2 separate regions of the Rattus norvegicus genome follow, and region 2 is linked to region 1. A link is a contact called in public Hi-C data. All regions are on one chromosome and are shown on one strand. Each heading gives the region's core, a stretch centred on a gene start, on an enhancer-like site or on the middle of the called end of the contact. The rest is flanking DNA. Distances are from core to core; before and after follow the strand shown. Region 1 holds the start of Man1a1 (mannosidase, alpha, class 1A, member 1). Region 2 has its middle 100 kb from the start of Cd46l1.

Region 1 (7,839 bases), core at 3,453-5,952:
AGGATAGCTTTATTGCGTTGTAAGTGTTCTTTTCCATAGTAAATCCCATGAAATTCACCTGGAATGTTAAGCTTCAAAATGAAAGAGTTTTTGTTTCAATTTGTGAAGGCAACTTATTCTGACATCTGATCTAAGGTCAAAGGGCACATAGTTAATATTTAACATAAACTGTAACTGTGCTGAAGCGCACACATACACACACACACACACACACACACACACACGTACGCACACCACTAGTGCTAGTGTAAAATTCAATAAAATATGTTTTACTCATTAGCCATCAACGTGCATCTTTCTCTGTATCTTTGAGTCAGGAATAGGTCAGGAATGAAAAGCCTTTTCTCAAAAAACTAGGAAGACAGCTATGCCTAGACACCTCTATCACCCAGAATGCCCTTCAACTTCAGAAGAAGATGTTCATTATTCAAAGTAAATTAGGCTACCATCCTAAGGTACACGGTAGGCTGTTTCCTTCCCCTACCCTCTCGTCTCCAAATCTTTTAAAAACTTGCTAACCCCAAAAAATGGAATAGAAAGCGAAGTAGAGTATGTTCATAATAATCCCACGAAACTATTTAACTTCTAACAGTTTTTCTTAGAACCATAGGATAACATGACTACACTTTTATATCTGGCATACATATCACAAGGCAGGGCAATTTCAGGATAAATTCCTGAGGTTTCAGGAATGGGTCATGATAACATTGTGGGAATCTGGATTGGGAAGAGGAAAGTTTTCATCCAATCCACCAAGGCTGGAATTAGTAGAATGTGCTCAAGGCGTTTTGGTGGACGCAATGCCCTACTTAATTAAATTAGCAGGCTACCTCCCCTGTGATACAAACTTATCAAAAATCCAGTGTGCTACCAACAATACAATTATCTCAGCATTATAAAAACAGTGTTGCATTTCCCTTGAACCAAATGTATAAAAGTGAAAGCTTGACTCGAATTCCATCCTAAACTTTAACCATGCAAGTTTTAGTGCATGCAAGTGCAATAAAGAACTGGACTATAAAGACAACTGGAACACACGGAAACAAGGCAAAGGGCTTGGGGGCCACAGAAAGTAGCCCCGAGTGTGGCAAGTAGAACCTCGATGTTTGAAGTTGAAGTCTAATGTGTTATCAACCACTTTTCTTCTCCACCATCAAACACCAGGTCCTTTACAACAGCATGAGTTGAGGGTAAGGGGGTGGGGCACTATATTCGTCCAAAGCCGACAAAGAGTAATTTTTAAAAGAAGAATGGCATGAGTTATTGCTTTTGGTTTACGAAGGACTATGTTTGAACTATTCTAGTGGAAAATCATAATTCATCTCTCCCCTCGTCCTGGTGGCTTTTGACTAAACGCTGAAGCAAATCAAGCTGGCTACTTAGGGTTTTCGGAACTGCATGGAATTTAAAAAAAAATGTTTATTTCTAATGTTTTATATAAAGTTGGGCAGTTTGAACTAGGTTCTAAGACATTGGAACCACATGACAGATGCCACATGCATTTCCTTGACCCAGTAAATTAAGTTCCTATGATTTAGAGACATAGATCAGTCGGTCTAATAGCTGGGGGATATACAGACTGCCAAAATGCTGCTCTCCGTGGACTCCTACCAGGTGTGGTGTCTATTCAAAACCCACTTTCAGACATTAATGGCCAGCTTCTTAATGCTTTAGTGTTCACAATCCCTTCTTCCTACAGCTACAGCCCACATTAACTGGACACTCCTATGAATTCAGATGCATGCCATTCAGAAATGGCTCACTTCGAACAGCAAAGAGCAGCAGACAGTGAGCCTTTGGGGGGAAATTTTCTAATGGTCCGTATTGATTAAGGAGTCTAAGAGGTAGGAGTGGGAAGATGTTTGGGAAGAGGCAGATGTGTGTCTCTCAGGACTGTTGGGATTTCACAGAGGGGAAAAGCTATTGGAGAAACCAGCTCATGATAGCAGAAGCCATTCGCCTACTATGTCTCTGCAAAGCAGAAAGCATGACGGATGAGCAAACAGAGCCGTGAGCCTGGAGGAAACTGAGAGGGACCCAAGTCCACTTGAACTTGCTCAGTGACCCCTTACCAGATCTCATCTGGTCTTAAGCAACTCCTATGGCAACCAAGCTGCCTCCACCCTGCAACCACTTTAAATCTCTTCACAGCCTCCAAATTCTATTTACTCCCTCACGATGCCATCGGGACCCTTTCCTGGTAATGCATCTCATACTAATACTACGTCCATTCATGACATATGTTAGAGGATAGATCCAGAGTTGGGATGCCATGCTTTACCACAGTTCTCCAGGACTGGATTCCCAGGAAAACATAGAGAAAGCAGCCAGGAAGGATGCATGTCCCCAGAGTCTGGTGACTGGGAAGCTTCCACTTCTGTGTTCAGGACTCAACTCAGTCACTAACTGCTTCTTGAGCTGTAATTCCTCAGTTTCCCCTTTGAAATGACAGCCTGAAAGGATTTCCTAGGGTTCCTTCGTCTTTCAGCTTACAGAAACCAATCATATGTTATGAGTAAAAATAACCAGAAAGGAATTGCACAGGATTTACCAAAGTCCATGTTTGCTCTAGATTAACGTCACTGAGCTGCTGTGGAGGCTGACCTGTTGCATCAGGGAATACCCCCTTTTCTGACAATGTTCTAGAAATACAGAAAACAGTAGATCTCTCTCTCTCTCTCTCTCTCTCTCTCTCTCTCTCTCTCTCTCTCTCTCTTTCTGTGTGTGTGTGTGTGTGTGTGTGTGTGTGTGTGTGTGCGCGCGCGCGCGTGTTTCTTAGGTTTTAAATCAGTAAAAGACAGTATGTGGCCCATGACAGGAGATCTCAAGTTTCACATTTACAGCCTGTGACACACACACACCTGGCAAGAGGAGGCCACATGACTGAACACTGGGCGCGTTGGCTCACTGTTATAACCTTTGTATTGTGTGTGATTGATGCCCTCTGTTTACACTCAGCTTCAATTTCAAACCACCTGCAAGCCTCTCAGAGGAGGAGGGCTGTTCAATACCTGCACCGTGACTGTTTGCCTCGTAGACTAACTGCAGCCAGCGAGGAGGCAGTGTGTGTGTCACCTGCCCAAGTATTCGCTCACTCCCTGCCGCTTATAGCTTAAGCTCACCACAGCACGCAAGTTCAAGGGGATTCAGTCTCAGATACTAACTGGCCACTTATCCTAAGGTGGTAAAAGGCAAAGGGTGGCCCTGGAGATCTCCCTCGCCTTTGCACGATAACGTTGAAGCCCTAAGTTCTAACCGTTTATCAAACCTCCCTGAAAACAGCAGCGTGAGTGGGATTTCTGGCAGGGCTCACTCACTTACCTCTTTGATCTTTGACCTCTTCTCACGGATGGTGGCGTCAGCAGGCTCTCGGTTCTCTACCCCGATGGGGGGCAGGAAGTCCACCTTGGGCAAGCCCCCAAACAGATCCTTGTCACGCAGCTGGTCCTGGGCCACCTTCTCCTTCTCCAGCAGAATGTCTCTTTGGATCTCCTCTGGCAGCTTCTGCAGGGTTTCCTTGGCTTCCCTGAGAGCCCTCTCGTGGTTTTCACGGATTCTGGCTAAGTTATCCTCCAGTCCAGCTCCAGGGTCCCCAGGCACGCCTTCCTCGCGGTGCCGGACTCTCCCTTCGGCGGCATCCTCGGCACGCGCCCCGAGCCCGGGCTTGTGCTCCGCCGGTGGCTGCAAGGCAGGGTTGGAGTGGAACAGGACCCCGCTCAGCAGCTTGGAGGAGTCAGGCAGGAAGAAGATTGCCCCGAAGCAGAGCGTGATGAAGGCGCTGAACACCAGCAGCAGCACGAACTTCTCAGTGAGGCGGAAGGCGGCGGGGCCAGACCCCTTCCTCCCGCCGCCAAGACCCCCGCCCAGGCCACCGCCCAGGCCTCCGCCCCCAGGGCTACTGAAGAGTGGCAACAGGCCCCCCACGGGCATGGCTCCGGAGATTGCAGCCGCAGGCTGACAGTCTGTCCAAGCGTCCGGCGCCGAGCCGCTCAGCAGCCAAACTTCGCTGCCGCCGGCGGTCAGCTGCTGCGGGGCCGGCTCTTGCGCATCCAGGCCGCCCAGAGCGCGTGTCTGGGCTGCGGGTCTCCCCGCTGGAAGCGGCTCCCCTCCGGCGATCCTTGCCGGGGCGGCTCCTTTGGCAAACAGGCACGCGCGGCAAACCGCTGGCTGCAGCCCCTGTTTGGGGGGGAAGAGGAGACAGTAAAACGCAGTGGTTAGGAAGGTGCTGAGAAAGTTTCCAGTGGGTCCCCGCCCTCCCCTGGCCCCGGGAGCCGCAGGACAGTATCCCGGCAGGCAGCCCCACGGTCCAGCCGCGGGCACCACCCTCGGAGCCCACTTTGGACTTGGGGTGAAGTTTTCCAGCCTCGGAGGCAGGGTGTCCCGCGCACATCTGGGTCAGGACGGAGGACACCTCGGTGGCAAGGGCGGCGCACCTCTGGGCAGCAAGGGCGCCGCGTGCGTAGGGGGCTCGTCAACTTCTCCAGCTGCCCATCTCCGAGCGCGTCACGGCGGGCGGTGGCGCTCGTACAGCCCGGTGGCTCTGCGGCCCCGGGACACGACTCAGGTGAGCGAGCGCGCCGACCTGCCGGCGTGTGCCAACAAACCAGGCAACGTGCTGCCCTCCGCCGCGGCCCCGCCGTGCACTAATAGCACTGCCGGTCTCCCGGCGGTCGGAAACGAGGGCGGTGACGCGTCCGGAGAGTGACAGCGCGTCCGGGCCAATCTCACGCCTCCCAGGGTCCCGCGGGGGTGGAGCCGAGGCGGGGAGGGGGCCGCGCGGGGCGGGGAGTTTACGGGAAGAGCAGCCTCTCCGGGACCCGGCAGAGGCGGGGAGGTCGCCGCTCTCCTGGGCGCCCGAGGGCTGGAGCTGCGCCCAGGAGCGGGGTTAAGACTCGCCCGGGAGGACCAGAGCCGGAGTTGGTCCGAGCTTACTCGGTCCCCAACCATTCGGGTCTGAGCCCCAAAGGTGGTGGATCCCGAGTGACCGCGATTAATGCGGTAGCGCCAGCATGCTCCAGTACTCGCAATTGGCGGTCCCGAAGAGAACGCAGGGGATTAAGGGGGCAAGCTGTGGTTTTGAAGTCTTTTTTTTTTCCCCAGCCACCCGTGTTACCCAAGACAGGGATTCCCCAGTGCCCAATAACTCTCAAATCCAAAGTCTCCAGGCTCTCCTACAGAGCCTTTGAGCTCTGCCTCACCAACACCTTTTCACATCCTTGGCGACTTGGGGTTCGGGGATTGCTTGGAGCTCTAAGTATACACCCTCTTCCCCTTACAAGAAACAACAACAATATCAACCAAAAAAAAAGTTGTATGACTCCCCCACGCTCCCCCACGCTCCCCCACGCTCCCCCACGCTCCCCCACGCTCCCCCACGCTCCCCCACGCTCCCCCACTTTCGAAATTCATTTACCTCATCGCAGTTGGTCAAATTTTCCATTCAAAGAAGACAGTTCTATGCTGCCAAAGCTCGAAGCAATAAATTGAACCCTGTTGAAATTAAGTCTTGGATGCGACAACTCCCAGTGAAGGCAAGACTTGGTCCAACAGAGATTGTTTTCAACACAGCTTTGCAGCACTCAGTCTCATGGAATGTCATGGAGACTGGCTCCACCTCCCATGACATCGATTGGAATGCCCTGCTGATATTGCCTAGATCTACATTTTGACCTGGCTGGGAACCCCCTGCCTCAGGGTGAAGGGACAAGAAAACATTTCCCAAACTGTGTTATGAATCCCCTGTTGCTCCACAAAGAAACGGTTGCCAGAGGAAAATTGGACTGACTTCCCACTCCTGAAAGCTGGTTTGTAGTAGCTCTATTTACCCTCAACCTTCTCCGGAAACATGATTTTAGTTCAGCCTTTACTTGTTGTCTTAGTCAGAGGAAAACAGCTGGCACCTTCCAGGAGAGCGAGCATAGCACGGTTGTTTTCAGGTGTTGGGCTGTGTGCAGAAAATAGAAAACCAAGTTAGAAATCCTGAGGAGGTTTTCGTTTAAATGTTAATTATTATTTTAAGCCATCGTTAATTGTTGTGTATTGGACGTGTTCAAAATGAACCAGTAACAGAATCAGAAGTTCTGGTTAATACGAAATTGTGGCTTGATAAGTGTGACTTCATAGCTTGATTATTTTGATACTTGCTATGAAATTCTATGCCCAGAAGAGTGCAGCATACCCAAGCAGGGTAATAGATTTTTAGCTCTAAAAATGAAAGCAGTAATGTTTTGTTTTAATGACGGAAAGGTAAATTTGTTTCAAAGTATATTTGTAGGTTGTGGGTAGGCTGAAAACCTAATGACTGTGGATAATAGTGTTTATTCTCAACCAGACCCCTGAATCAGCGACCTCACAGAAAAGAAGACAGATCCCTAGAAACCGGAGCTAACTCCTGAGGAAACCAATTTCTTGCTTTCTGGTCGTTTGGGGGTGGTGATTGGGCAGTCATTATTTTTCCAACTATGTTTAAAAAATGGAATCATTTTAAAGAGACAGAAACACCTATGAACTTTCATTTAAATTGGTATATGTATTCCAGAAAGTAATACAATTCACCTTTTAGTACATATGCAAGGATATAACCAAGAAGTCTTAACTAATTTTGTTTCTAAACTCCCTGATATTGACTCCAAATCAATTTGGGCATTTAGGATACTGCCTGTAGTGGATGCATGAAAAATGTAGCCCATCTATTTAAGGTTGATTTTCCCTTTAGAAATCTAAATTTTGTTTATATATATTATTTCTAAATTTTTAAGGTGACTGTTCTTTTTATTTGGGTTCAGTTTTGTGAAACTTACTTTAAGGTTCCCCTCCAGTTTATCATTAGACATGGGTTTATTGTAATCAAAGTTTGGTTCTGATAATGTACTAAACGAAAAGTTAATTTTCGTGAGTCCACATTCAAGGACACCCATCTGTGTGAGGCAAGTGGAGAATGTGTTGGGAATGCCCATACTTGGGCTAGAGCAAGTTTGAAACAGACTCCCAGTTAAGTTATTTTGAGGCATATGGTAATGAAATCTGCCTTTAAATAGCCACCCAAGGCCCCATGTATGTCTGGGAAGCACTGAGGAAACAGAGGACAGACAGCAGGTAGGAATGAGCATGGTATAGAAGCCAACTGCCTCTGTGCCTTGACTGTGGCGCTCAGTGCTCATCTCCCTCAGAGAAACGTGGAGATGGAACATGAATGGACTGCTTCCGGGTTCTCAAGCCAGGAATCTTTACCTACCTGAAGGGATGCCTTGATCCTTGTGAACCCAGTGCTTTAGATAGGTCTAGCGCTTACTCATTGTGAATGGGCTAGCATAAATTTGGAAACTTTTAACATCATTTTGTAGAATTGTGTTCCTCTTGTTTCTTTCTCTCTCTCTCTCTCTCTCTCTCTCTCTCTCTCTCTCTCTCTCTCCCTCCCTCCCTCCCTCTCTCTCTCTCTCTCTCTCTCTCTCCTTCCCTCCTTCCCTCCCTTCCTCCCCCTCCCTCTCTCTTTCCTCCTCCCACCCTCCCCCACTCCCTTCCTCTCTCTCTTTCCCCCTCCTTTCCTCCCTTCCCCCTTCTTTCTCTCTCTTTCTCATTTGATCAGATAGTCCTTCTGATGTAAAGCAAGGGTGTTCTGTTTGCCACTTACCAATAAATGGAATTCCCATCTTATCTCCCTTTCAGTACTTTGGTCTCAGTGTCTTTCCTTAACAATTTGTAGATATTTACGTTTTGAAATTTTAAAAACACTCAAAGCTGTTTGATTAATATGGCTGTTTAGATTTCAGAGGCTTGTTTTTTTTTTCTTTTTCAAAAATTAGTTAACAAAAGGTAGATTTAACATTTACAGTAAGATAA
Region 2 (7,839 bases), core at 2,209-4,708, 510 kb after region 1:
GAAGTCACTGTCCCAGAAAACACCTTAGCAAAGAAAATGAAGGGTGGATGTCAATCATGAAGCCAGCACAGCTGGTTTGACAAGGTACCAAATAAACTGAGCCATATGCTTTGATCATTGGCCTGATGCCACTTATCATAAGTTGAGTCTCTGAGTCTTACACTCTTGGGGTGACTATTAGAATCACTGTTTACCCCTGTCTTCTCTGAGAAAATTGCTTCTGTATTCCCCTGAGAAAGTCCTAGGTGACCCATCCCCTGTTCTCAAGGAAATAACTTTAGTTGACTCTACTTGGAATTCTTCTCCATAGGTTGGAAGTTGTTATCTGCCCCTAAGCAAATTCATGAAATAAAATAATTAGAATGATTTGATTGAATTCAGAGGAGGCTGACAAGTTTCACTAGGACCAGAGAAATTACAGTAGACCACAGCACAGAACTCCTTTTACAGTATGTGTAAAATTTCATAGAATTATAACTTCCAAGAAAAAGACCATGCATACTAAACTTCTATTACGAACTCAGACACAAAAACTGATTGAGACAATATGATACCATTTGTAGATAGTATAGAAGAATGTAAATAGAATAAAGTATTAGAATTTGTTGGGGTTTTTTTTGAAAGATTGGTTTATGCCAGGTTGCTGTAATGTTAATACAGAAACAAAACAATTCTTTTATTAAACCAGCTCTTACAAGTTTATAAATAACAGTTACAATGATTCTTAAGACTGAATAATCAGGCTTAGGCAAATCTGAAAGTAATATGATTGAAGGTTAAAAGTTAATAATATATCTAAGGGTGATTCACTTGGACTGACTTGGATTCTGTCTATTCTCTGTCTAAACATCTTGAAACAAGAAAGTACTCCCAGCCCCCAAGCAGGCTGTTAGATGTTTGCTTCCTTAAGCTAAAGGGATTTGTAGAATGTTAGGAATAAAAATATGGGGTTGATGATGATAAAAATCTTTCTATCTGTGCATAACCTGTAACTCTGGGCATCCTAGAAAAGTATTATCTCCATCTCTTGAAATCATGAATGGTTTTGAATCTATAAATAAAGTTTCTCACTGCTACCCAGTCAGAGTTGCAAAGCATCCCAGGCACCCGTTCCTTACATCTTCTCTGGAAGCTGTTCACTGTTGGGGCTCACCCCTGACAGAACAGTGCCAACTCCAGAGTATCATCCCTCAGTATGTTGGTCCTTTGAGTTGAAAATGCACTAAAGAGGCTAGTTTTAAAAGTTTTAAATGGTGGAGTCCCTTAGGACATTGTTTTTTCTTATTTATTTCTGTTTAGACCCTTATAGGCTGTGTGCTTGGTTACTGTATCTATAGCTTCATTCTAAATATTTGGTTCTTGTTTCAGGTAATAAGACAGCTGCCCATCCTTTGTGCCACATTTATTACTGCCTTTTGATGAGGCAGAGACAGAAGTTTAAGGGGGAGATATAACGTAGGGCTCATACCAGTGTTATCAAGACATAACACAGCTTGAGAATTCCAAGCTTATGTTCAAGGATTTCAAAGGGATTGATGTGCACTCTTTAGCTCTGAAGCCCATTGAGAACTGCTCAGGGATGTGTGCATGCTTGCAGGATTGTGGGAGTGCCAAAGATTAAACTGAAATCTCATTTTATTTGATAGGAAGTTCCTAATAGCCGATGTTGAGGGATGATACAAAATGTGTATTTTAAAACCCCATTTCCTTCACTAATGACAAATGTTACCTTTATTTCTTTCAGTCTCCATGTGGTCACTAGAAAGGAAGGAGCAAAAGAAGTCTCTGGAGGTGGCAGGGCCAGGTGTATTGGCCTCTAGATTGTTCTAGAATAGACAGCACACCAGTGTTTACCCTTATAGCCCTGGAAAGTGTCTGGCAGTATAATGTATCTGTCTGGGTACTTACATAAAATGTGGGTTTCTGGACTGGGTATGTCCAGAATTTAAAATACATAGATATTCACTGGGTCTACCTGTGTTTGTGTTTAACTTAAAGGTGCTTTCACATGGTCAGTGTTTTCTTCCTAAGCAAAACATTTTACCCGGGAACTGCTCTGATCTCTGGTTAGCTGTTCTGTGTATGAGTTGTGTGAGTTGTTAGTTTGCCAGGGGTAAAGAAATCAAAACCACGATGGTTTCCAGATACCTGAGCCCCAGTATGCTCTCTTGTGTGTTCATTTTCAGGGAAGAATTCTTTATTCCTGAAGGGAGCCATAGCCATTAATTCATAGGAACAAGTAGCTTGTCCCTGCTCTATATAGAAAGGGAAAGGATGATATTTTTGATATTTTGAGAGTGTCACATGTAAGGGGGCCATTATTCCAAATGTCAGCACTTGGTTCAGGGAGTTGTGTGGACAGTCTCTAGGGATATAAAAACATGATCATGGAGAAGAGCGGAGTATGAACGACAGTGCATTCTCTTTCTCATTAAAACTGACTGGCTCCCAACCTAGGTAAGAATATTTTTGTTTTCTTCTCTAAAATCAAGCTTGTTCACTGCTACAAATGTAAGCTGGAGTGTCTGTCCAGAGTGGGATAGCTTAATATATTTCGTGGAAACAAAATAGACTCCTAGGAATGTCTTCGAGGAAGATTGCACAGCCTCTGGGTCTCTCTCAGAACCTTGGGTGATTACTCAGTGGGAGTTCAACGTGGAGGGGGTGGATTAAAGTAGGGCTTTCCCAAGCTGGCTGTGAACTCCGTGTGATGTATGAGAGAGGGTAATGAAGTTCTTCAGCTTTGAACTTTTCCATTTAGCTCAGCAATCCTGTTTCGTTTCATTTTTCTCTCTATTCAAGAAGAAAATAGATTTAGAAATTAGCCAGGTACTTCTCAGAGATTTCAAAGATCAGGACAGAGAATTGGGTTTCCATCTCTGCTGAGTGACATGCAGACTTGGAAAGCAGGAGACCGCTCCCTGAATGTGACCGTAAGTCATTAAACATGCTCAGGACGGATGCTCAGAATGCAGCTAAGGAGAAAACTCCCACAGATGCTCTGAATCTGAGAGCTTTTTTGAATTAGCTGAATCCCCAGCGAATCTTCATTACCAACTAGAGGAAATTATATGGTATTTTCCTTCTTTGCAAGGCTTGAAAACTTATTGAATTGCTACTAAAAGCTTGCAGAAGGTAAGAAACCTTCCCAGAGACAATTATGCAGCATTTTGGTTGGCGAATTTGCTGAATGTTTCCCTTGTGTGGCAGGGCTTTAAATGAAACTGAAAACATGTTAAAATAGACTCTCTAGGCCTCATCTACAGCAAGTCCAGACTCTCAGGGTTGGAGATGTGGCAGTTGAATATACATGTCTCAGAGTATGGCATGTCTGCAAAGTGACAGATGGTCCAAAGCCAGAAGAGGACGGCTCAAGATGTAGCTTAGGCAAGCAAGGCAGGTTCTGAAAGGAACGAGCAGCTGTTTAGTCCCTGTGCTACTACTCACCACTAGCCTTGGCTCGAGTTCCCTTTGTGCCATTCATTGTTATTGTCCTCTGTCTGAATGACGATTCACCTATGCTCTGCATTATAAGGATGAAATGTGCCTAGCGGGTTGACCCGGAGAAAATACTCTGAGCCAATCACACCGAGCCGATTAATACAAGCTTTCTTCTCTGCTCTGCCTTCTTTTAAACAAATGTACTCAGGAACTGATCTTTGCTGTCCTTCCTGCTACTGTTGACAACATGTCATTGAGGTTGCTCTTAGAATTCCACAGGAAGTGCTCCAGCGATGTTCCTTCACCCAAAACCATTATCCTTCCAATCGCATGAGCTGTCAATCACGATCTTTCAAACTATCTATTTAAGCACCTACTTATGGGCTATGGAGATTGCTTAACAATTAAAGGGGTTGCCATACAAGTAAAATGCTTGGAGTTTGGCTCTCCAGGACCCACATAAATGATGGTGGCATGGAGGCCTACCTGTAATTTTAGTATGCAAAAGGATCACTGGGGCAAGCTAGCCATCCAGACTAGCTCTTATCAGATAGTTCCACGTTCAAAGGAGAGATCTTGCCTCATTAAAGAAGATTGGGTAATCAAGGAAAACTCCCTTGGGGGCCTACACACACACACACACACACACACACACACACAGCTGCATATATGCAAACAGGCATACACAGTACATATTAAAATAATCACAATAAATGCATAAAATAAATGTCTCTATCAATAAAGATAAGTTCATTGACTTAAAGGGCAGACTGTTTTTGAGCCCATGTGTCACCAACACCTTAGAATCCTCTATTTATATCACCATATGAAAATAACATTTTCACTAACTGCACATTGTCTCTGTTCATGTTCATTCTCAGTCAGCTCTTTCAGGGTCCCAGTAAACCATTGATCTCTTTCCTCTAAGCGTATGTCAGATTAGTCATTTCTACCATCTCCTATTCACTCAACGAAATTTTACAGCATGAATCAACATCTTTGGTTGTAGCCTCCCTTGCGTATCTGGTTCATTGACTTAGTCCTTAATTATTTCAGGTCCTAATTCCCCTTCATCAGTAAGTAATATTTCATTATATAATTCTCCTATAGTTAATGTCCTGTAATACATTTGATTTGCTTGTCTATTATTAGTAAAATTGCTTTGAATGCTTGGTTATAGTTTTATGTAGGGATACATTTTCATTTCTTCTGGATGAACACCTAGAAAGCAAGCTGTATCTTGTTTATTATTGTATAAAATCCACTAAGCTGATTTCTAAAGCAACTGTATTATTTTTTGTTACTTCAAGAAATAAGAGAGGCTAGTGAGATGGCTCAGTGTATCCACTGACAATTGTCTCCAGGTTCTGTGACTGTATTCAATTCCAGGACCATGCAGTGGGTCCTCTTGATCCATATTCCTCTATTAGCTTGTTTTTCTCATTGAATGCTAAACGTTCTTTCTACATTCATTATGGAGGCAATGATCTTTCAAATGCAGTATTGTGACTCATTTTCACCAGTTGTTAGTATGTTCTTTTGTTTTTAAGTGCTTATCAAAGAGCACTTTGAACATGTGCACGTTGACTGAGTTTAATTTAGTTTTTATTTTGTGCTTAAATTCTTGCCCCAGTTAACGTCCTCTTTAAACCAGGCTATCCTCGTAGCCTTGACTGCTGACTGTGCCTCCTGAATATCTCCAACTGTAATCATTTATCTTCTCCTATATCCATCCATCTTCTCCTCCATTCGCCTATTTGAGGCAGTCATTCTCCTTGCCTTGTCCATCTAATCACAGTGCTTTCTGCTGAAGAGAAAACAGCTGGTTCTCAGTGTGGTTCCTCAACAACATTCAAATTTTATTATGGTCTCCAGTGTTCTAGGCCCCATTCTTCCTTTCTCCTACTCTAGTCTAAGCCATCTTTCTACCTAAAGTTCAGTCTTCAGCCTTGCTATATTTGCACCTTTCTCAGAAATTTACCCCTTTCTTCTGGGGCATATCCTCTGCCAAGATTTCTTCTAGCTACTTTTATTAACCTAAGAGGTATTGCTTGTTTTGGAAGGTTGGCTCTAATGTTCAATAGTTGTTTGGGTGCCTCCCACCTTGGTGCTCATTTAGTAACAGAGAGGTAAACATGCCATTTGGTTAAAGGAAGAGCAGAAGATGAAAATGATGTCATGAAACGTGCATTTTGTAAAACGTTATGACTCATGTTTCTAAAATGCAAGGAGTGTGCTTTATTGCTCACACACATACTATACGGTGCAAAACTTGGAACAGACTAGGAACAACTCCATGCTCAACACTAAAATTTGGATACTTAATAGTTTTGAATAGCCTTGGTCCAAGGACAGTGGGCAAAGTGATGAGAGGCCCTTAGGGGGCAGCAGAGGATCAGATAATAAGACAGTTGCTATCAGGGGCACATACTTGCCTAAATAGAGACCACTGTCATTGGTTTGGAACTTAAACTATTACCCTTTCATTACCTAATAATAAATAAGAATAACGCCTAGAGGATTTGAAGTTGGAAAAAAGTCACAAAGTCAAATGTATGTGACAAGAAGCATACAAAAGGCAAGCTTTGTTGCCAATGTAAAAATTACCCATTTTACCAGGAAACATGGGAACAAATTCAAATGATTGCAGATGAAACAGAGCTTCAAAAGAAAAGACACTAGCATCTTTGCATATGGGACTTGCATCTAACTCTTGGATGCCATCTAAAGGAGGGCGCAACTCTATTTGAAGTTGGGAGAGGACAACAAAACACCCAGGGGTGAGAGCTTGGATCAGAACTAGAAACAGATGGAAATGTACCAGAGTGAAGTATGTCAATGGCTCACAAGTTAGGAAGGTGGTAATGGTGATAGAAAAGATTTATAAAGTCTGCTGGGCTTTTAGTGTTCTCGACAACATGTGCATATATATAACCTTAATTCTAACAAGGAGTTTAAAAAAAAGAGTTAGCGTTCTTGTTTATACACGAGCAAAGTCTCCTTGTTCATGATCACATGAAACTCACTTGCTTGCAAATCTCCAAAATGGTAGTAAGTTAAGGCCTTGGAATCACAAGTCAATATTTGTACTTGCAGGCTACAGGAAGACAGAGTGCTCACCATTCTTCCTAGAGAATCGTGTCAAAATGGATTCTGACTTAGGGTGCCTAGGATGAAGCCTGAGACTGAACATATCTAGTAAGACAGCACTCTTGGGAAATGTCTGTAATGGCTGCTCTGTAGACAACATTGGGAGAAACATGGATCTAGTCTAGCCTACTGGGCCTTCTATCATGAGACAAAATTTTATTGTCCTCTGTTTGACTTGTAAAGTAAGATAATGTAGTTATCACAGGTATGGAACAAGGGACTCAATACACACACTAGCTTCTGAACCACGAGGTCTGCTTGTTTGGAAACAAGCTATGGATTTTCCCCTGCATCCTATTTCTACACAAATGATTTTGAATGAAAATTTTGTTTGTTTTTTAAAAAATTTATCAAACCTGTCTAACAAAAAACATCAAATATAAAACTAGTCATTAACTTTCATTGTCTTCATATTCATCTTTCTCCTTTTACTCAATTTTTATTTATAATCTGTCCTAGTGCAGCCCAATATTTGCAGCTTCATTTAGATCTCCCATTAGATATAGAGAGATGCCCTAGTAAAAGATATTTGTAACTGGTATTTGAGTCACTTGTCTTGAGCAAAACTAGTGGTATAGATATGAAATACTGGTTTGGGGAAAAACTGAATATGTTGGTGACTCTTTCTGTTGGATTCCTACATCTGCACGTTCATGTAATTTTTATAGGTAACTTCCTTTAGTGGGCCATGCAGCTCATAGTTGACAGACTTTGCGATAAACCACTGGGCTTGCCTTCCAGCAAGTTAATTCAGATCAATTTCATTCATTCTTAATTCTCACATCTCATCAGAGCACTCCTAAAATGAGATGCATGTAAACAGATCTATCTCTTTTAGGGAGATGACAAAATATGAACATAAATGTCAGAATGCTTTTCTGAGAAGGAAATTTCCTGCTGTGACTGATCAAGAGAGGGTTGACAGTGCCAAGCTAATTTTAAGGATAAATTTGAAGAGCAAAAAAAGGTGCAAAATTAGTTATTTGTGATGAGGGCTTTAAGATAATTATCAATATTATCTCTATCATCATTATTGTTTTATATTATATTGTTTTATATTGTTTTGTATTATCATTATTGTTTTATATTTTCAGCCAATTTATTTATGTTTTGAGATTGTATGTATTCTCAGTCATTATCATAACTTTTAAGGGAAAGATATGTTGCTATTTAATACACAGTAGAGAGACATATGCTTTATTTATAAAAGAAGTGAGTCTAGGAGGACCTCACAGTCTTGGATGACCT

What was found. Hi-C and Micro-C count contacts between places; a contact is called where the count stands out from the background.
Region 2: a contact with region 1 is called in a Hi-C map of the Rat2 cell line, with 3 times the contacts expected there. The contact joins the enhancer-like site here to the promoter of Man1a1 in region 1. A contact is called at or near these places in 3 of 12 Hi-C or Micro-C datasets (the A7r5 cell line, the Rat2 cell line and frontal cortex).

What each region holds. Positions count from the first base shown.
Region 1 is chr20:33,922,799-33,930,637 of GRCr8, forward strand. It overlaps Man1a1 (mannosidase, alpha, class 1A, member 1), which reads right to left and starts at 4,703. Exons shown (of 13, transcript NM_001033656.1): 1 at 4,434-4,703; 2 at 3,322-4,176. The coding sequence starts at 3,930.
Region 2 is chr20:34,431,978-34,439,816 of GRCr8, forward strand. No RefSeq gene overlaps it. Among named protein-coding and RNA genes, the nearest start is that of Cd46l1, 100 kb to the right of the region's middle. Within about 2 kb of position 3,459, at least 2 of the 93 cell types and tissues checked have an H3K27ac peak or open chromatin away from gene starts, as enhancers often do.